2 separate regions of the Sus scrofa genome follow, and region 2 is linked to region 1. Evidence: chromatin contacts called from public promoter capture Hi-C data. All regions are on one chromosome and are shown on one strand. The core of a region is the stretch at or near the end of the contact, and the rest is flanking DNA. Distances in the headings are between cores, read along the strand shown.

Region 1 (2,937 bases), core at 111-2,610:
CATTTGAAACGGAAAGATTAAATTTATCTTTCTTCTGTATCATTCCATGTAAACTGTGCATCTTTTGAGTACAGTTCCTACATCACAATTCCTTAAATAAACCAAACCAAGGTCTATGTTGTTACATACCAAATAGGTCATTCACTGCTGTATCTTTAAAACGTATTTTTGATTTTGAAAATGTTGAAACACCATACTATCTGATCCAATACAGATTATCCTCAAATTAAGCTTGTAACTCTCTGAGGTAAGCGAAGGTGTATTACAAGCCTCCAAAAATAAAATCTACCCAAACTCACTTAAATTTGAAAAAGCTGACTTCGGCAGCGGCAAGTGAAGGGGAACTAGAAGTAGAATGTGAGAGAGGGTTGTAAAGTCGGAACACCGGATCATCTCTGACAACTCAGTCAGGCCCTCAATACGTGACACCACTGAGGCTCTTACAAAGGCAGAGAAAAGTCTCCTGAAAGATTCAAACGTAAGGAGTTTTAGAACCAAAATGCTTTAACTTCAGATTACCCACCTGAAATTGTCTGATGAAAAAAAAAAAAAAATCATGCCCACTGTACAGATGAGAAAAGTGACAGGAGCGATTTCAGGTTACACAATCCGACGCCATGCGCACCGCCTTTTGTGAAACGCTCTTAATTGCTCCTAGTGGGTGCCCAGAAGGCTGGGAGTAGGGTTTTGAAAAAATCTGCCAGGGAAGGAGCAAGGCCTGTAGAGGAAGGGCAGGAAGAACGGGAAAATTTCCCTGTGGAGGGCAGATTTAGGGGCTCCGGGGTTTCTGGGCCGGCGCACCGCAGGCCAGTCCCCCACGCGTGAGCGTGGCATGGTGAGGGCTGCGCGCCAGCGGCCGCTTCGGGTCGCGATTCCCTCACCCCAGAGGTCAACCTGACCCGGAAACAGTACCCCAGAGTTGCAGCCGGCTAGGGTGGGGGGAAACTGGGCGGAGGGGCGAAAGGGAGGAGGAAGGACGCGAAGTGCAGGGCAGAAAGGAGGGCTAACCCAGGAAGGGCAAAGGACACTCCCCCTCCCCCAGGGCCCGGGTCAGAATCGGGGTGAGGGTGGGGGAGGGAAGCCCCTCGCGGGAGCGCGCGAGCCGCACACACTCACCTGCCCCTCCCCCTCCCCGCCCGCCCGGCGGAGGCTCCGAGCTGCCGCGGGCCGCGCGCGCACACAAGGCGCGCGCACGCGCGCTGCCGATCTCTTCCTCGAGCTCGCGCTCCTGCCGTTCAGTCCCAGTCCCGCTCATTCAAAGCCGGGCGCGCGCTCCGTCTCTGGCGCCGTTGCCGCCTTGCAACTGCCATAGCCGCCCCCTCCTTGGGAAACCCTCCCCCTGTCCCACCCCTGCCCCTCCTTCTTTGCCCTCTAAGGCAGCTCTCCGTAGTCCCAAACCTTCACTTCCGCACCCCGCCCCAAATCCTGCCTTGCCCAATAGGCGAGAGGCTGTGGGTCCGGCGTTGGAGCTGAGAGCCAATAAGCGCTGCGGGAGCGGGCAAGTGGCTGCGGCTGGCGTGGCAGCAGCCCCGGCTCAGTCTAGAGTAGTTTTTTTGTGACCGGTGCTGGCTGGACAGGCTGTTCTGTTGCGGAGTTCCTGGGCTCATGTGGTGGTGTCCTACTTTCTATACAGAGTGCTTTTGCTCCAACCATTCCCATTTTCGTTAAACCCACAGAATCCCCCTGCCATATGGGACCAAGAGAAATCAGTGTTTAGACTGTGAAAAGTTAGGGCACCCCCGCTGTCTTAGGATGATGAGTCTGAGTAGGCCAGATCTCAATCATTCCACCACTTTAGGGTGGAAGAGTTCAGTTCAGGATTTATGTTCCTTCAAGCAATTTTTTTACTCCTCCAAGTAATCCAAGGAAATTGGATTTCCTCTAACTGAAAGTTAAAAAGTGGCACTTCACCGTGTCTCTGCGTTTGTTACTGGGTTCCAAACTAAGAAGTTCTGTGGTTCTCTTTTTGAAATCTGATTCTTTTTTGTTTCTTCTTAAACATTGTGCTATTAAAAGGCAGACATCTTTTGCTATTGTGGGCAAAGGGCCCTCATAAAATTTATCTGCTCTATTGATGCATTGTGACTGGTGAGAGAGGTTGAAAGTTTATATGATCAAAGGCTGAAAGCTGTTCATGCAAATTGTTCCTTAACCAGACTTTTTCTACCTGTTTTTTAGTTACAGTTACCTTTGTTCTGTCACCCTGATCAGCCCTTACCTACCCACTTAACTTTCTAGTACCTCTATTCCCACTCCCACTCCCACCCCACTCCACCCCACCCCAATCTGTACCACCTTTCTGTTAATAACTTAACTTGTTCATCCCCAAGAAGGGAAGAAAGAATGTTTCTCACTGTTGCTCTGGAATGATTCTGTGTAAACTTGGATAAATTATTCCATCTCTAAACCTCAGTTTCCTCCTTGGTAAAATGGCCACAATAGGGTCGGTCTACTTCATGGGTAATGTTTACAAAGCTTTTAGGGCAGAGTCTGACACAGACCAGACATTCACAGATAAGAACTATTACCAAAAAAAAAAAAAACAAAAACCTGTTACCACCTGCTAGTAGTGCTATGTTACTACTAGATCATTCCCAGTGACTACACCTCCCTAAGTCCACTTAACCCTCTGCAGTCCCTTAAAGGGTCACTTGACCTTCAGCAGATCTGTTCTAATCTTTAATCTCTTCAAATACCTAAATTCAATTAATTCAAAATTTCCAGAATTTTTTTGGATTTTAAAAATCCAATAATCTAAAATAGCCTACATCCTCACATGAACAGGTGTTCATAATGCTTTTCCTTAGTGACTTGTATTTTTGCTTCAAGTTATTTATTATATCCCTATGATATTTTATTTTAAAATTATTCCTCAGTTTTCTTTATTAAATTTTCCATTTGCAAATGAAACAAAAGGTTACCTTTTTCCGGAAACAA
Region 2 (2,937 bases), core at 184-2,683, 160 kb after region 1:
AACAGTGTTAGGTTCCTGGGGATATAAAAATGTGTAACAGCCTCGACTCTCCAAAAGCTCAGCTTAGACAGTACAGAGTGATAGAAGAGACCACATGGGGCCATAGGTTACAAAGAAAGGACACTTCACCCATACTGCTTAGGTCATACTGGTTTTTGAAAGAATGGTGTCCTTGCTGCATCTGGAGAGCAAACAAGAATCAGCTAGACCTAACCCACTGTGGGAAAGCTAAAGGGAAGCCTCTGCTGAGTGAGCAGCTTCTCTGAAAAACTGAAATTAATGCTTTAAAACAAAGATATACAGTGGCTAAAACAAAGAAGGACTTTTCTGCTTCAACTATGCAAATGTGGTAATTATTAAACCCAGCAGCAAATTCTCAGAATAGGTGGAAGAATTTAAGTGGGGGCACAAAGAAAAGCCACAGAAACTGCAATGGATGTATGAGATAAAGAAATCATGACTTAGTTCATTCTTGCCTGAGAAAAGCTTAGGGTGGATTTCACCTACAATGGCAAAGCTCTCCATCATAAAGAAGGCTACCTGCCCTCACCCACCCCCAACCCCACACACACACCCAATGACGCTGCTTCAGGTCTGTCCTTGCCAAGAGCTCCAAGGCTGTTCCTGCTTGGCGCACATTTGTAACTATGAGCAGCCCACAGCCAAGAGTAGGAAACTCCAGCGAGGGAGCTGGATCCTATCTCATAGACACTGCTCCTCACCTATCTCAGGTTTATCCTCCCTGTTATCTCCATGGACAACTCCAATTTCTTATCTTATCAGTGTCTCCCCAGCCCTCTCCTGGGTATTACTTTGAAGGCACAGGACAGCTGCCCCTGGAAATGACTGACACCTGCCACAAAGCTCCATTCCTGTCCTAGTTGGAGACGTTGTCCTCCCTGAGTGGAGAAGGGACCCAAGAAGAGTGAGAAAAGGACTTCGGTTGTGTATCCCACCCGCAGCCAAATGTGGTTCTTTTTCAACTGAGTCACTTGGGATGGAGGGGGTGAGGTTCCATAATTCAAGCAGCAACCCTGGTGGCAAGAGCAGTTATCTCTCTGTTTTTCTATGACTGTGTGCATGGGTCTGTCTGTCTCAGTGTTAGCCTGCCCCCTGATCCCCAGGTTCCCAGGATCTCCATGCAGCGCATCCGCAGCCCTGTTCCAGGGCTGGAGCCAGGCGGTGCCGCCTCTACCGGGACCCCAGCAGCAGGGGTTGTTTCTACACGGACTTCTGCTTGCCTCCCTGGCGCCCCACCTGGGTTACCTGTGCGGGGGTACGCGACGCACAGCAGCAGCCCCCAAAGGCCCCAAGTTCCCCAAAGCCACAGGTGTTCCATCGCGGCGCCAGTTCAACAGAGTCCACGCCCGACGCTCGCTCGTGTCCGCTGCCAGCGCCCGGTCTCCGCTAGCTTGCGCGTCCGCCTCGCCTTGTTGGTCCACGCGCGCGCAGACTCTGCCGCCCCAGGACCCGCCCCGCCCCCGCCAGCCGCTGCGCCCCCGGGCTTGCGCGCAGACGCACACCCCTCCATTCTGGAGGCCCGCGGGCCGCAGCCACTCTGTATTAAACCTCCACACTGAAACTTTGGTGCTAATGCCCCAAACCTGTCTTCAAAGGTGTAACAGCACCCCCTCTTTTTTTTGTAAAACATCCATGGGCAACATTTCTGTCAATTCTGCCTTTTTTTCCCTCCCCCCTCATCTCTGCCCCCTCCTTCCTTCTTCCTTTCTTTCCTTCCTCTTTCTTTTTTCCCCGTTGCTGGACCTGTGTACTTTCATCTGCCTGTCTGCCTTGGTTATTAGTCATCCCCAGGTGGGCCTCAAGGTCCACCTAATACACAAACCCTGCACATTACCCCGTTCAGATTCATGTAAGTTCATGCCGTCCCTTTAATTGACAATCATACTGAGGTTTATTGATCTCTGGGCACCTTCCCAAACTTAAAGGACTGTTTCTCTTCTTATTATCCCCATTGTTACAAGCCCTACACTAAGGTGAAGGTTAAGTAACTTGCCTAAGGCCATACACCTAAGCGCAGGGGGACTACGGGGAGGGGACTCTGATCCCCTCCACTGCCCAGATTGGTGGGCGAATTTCTAGTGAGGGTGTGCAACGCTTAGGATATGCTTACACTAATAATTATTCATTATTTATCTGAAATTCGTATTTCTCTTGGCATTCTGTATTTTATTTATTTATTTATTTATTTTACTAAATCTGACAACTCTAATTGGTGGGGGGATGAGAAATAGAAAAGAGAACTAAAATGAGTAAAATAAATGAAATTAGTTCCTTGTTTTTCAGGAGTTTATATCTATCTCATTGGAGTTAAAATTTTTTTGTGTGAGATTTGGTTAATCATAGTCATGTCATAATAATTTAGCAGCATTACGGAAATATTCACTTTAGATTATTAGCTATGAAATGAGTAAAAGTATATATTTCAATATCAACAATAAAAATAAAATTTATATGTGGGAATTTCTATTTGTAGTTGTTTTGATTTCTTTCTGGTGCTTTCAAATTAAACTTAATTAAATTTCAGATGACATCACTAAAAATAATTTAAATGAAATTTTATTCAAAATGCTGACTTTTTCAGATGCTTTTAAATTTATGAATTTAAATGGAGTATGAGGCATAAGCTAAATGATACTAAAAAGAATATTTAAAATGCTTTTAGTATTAAAAAAGTAGAAAATGTCATTCAAAAGTATTATGAAGTCGGAAGTAAGTGAAAAATCTTGTCCCATATAATATACTGAAGTTGTGATTTTTTTCTGGGTTTTTTTTTGTCTTTTTAGGGCCGCACTCGCAGCATATGGAGGTTCCCAGGCTAGGAGTCCAATCAGAGCTGTAGCCGCTGGCCTGCGCCACAGCCACAGAAACCCCAGATGTGAACCTAAGTCCCAGCCACAGCAACACTGGATCCTTAAC

The links. Promoter capture Hi-C pulls out the DNA fragments that hold promoters and counts their contacts.
Region 2: a promoter capture Hi-C map of fetal liver shows a contact between it and region 1, with 2.1 times the contacts expected there. The contact joins the promoter of PKHD1L1 here to the promoter of EBAG9 in region 1. A contact is called at or near these places in 1 of 5 promoter capture datasets (fetal liver), 1 of 47 Hi-C or Micro-C datasets (embryonic fibroblasts) and 2 of 2 datasets of contacts at active chromatin or transcription factors (alveolar macrophages and skeletal muscle).

The regions. Positions count from the first base shown.
Region 1 is chr4:28,012,610-28,015,546 of Sscrofa11.1, forward strand. EBAG9 (receptor-binding cancer antigen expressed on SiSo cells) reads right to left here and starts at 1,361. Exons shown (of 7, transcript XM_013988048.2): 1 at 1,117-1,361.
Region 2 is chr4:28,174,898-28,177,834 of Sscrofa11.1, forward strand. It overlaps PKHD1L1 (fibrocystin-L), which reads right to left and starts at 1,434. Exons shown (of 82, transcript XM_021089012.1): 1 at 1,267-1,434. The coding sequence starts at 1,339.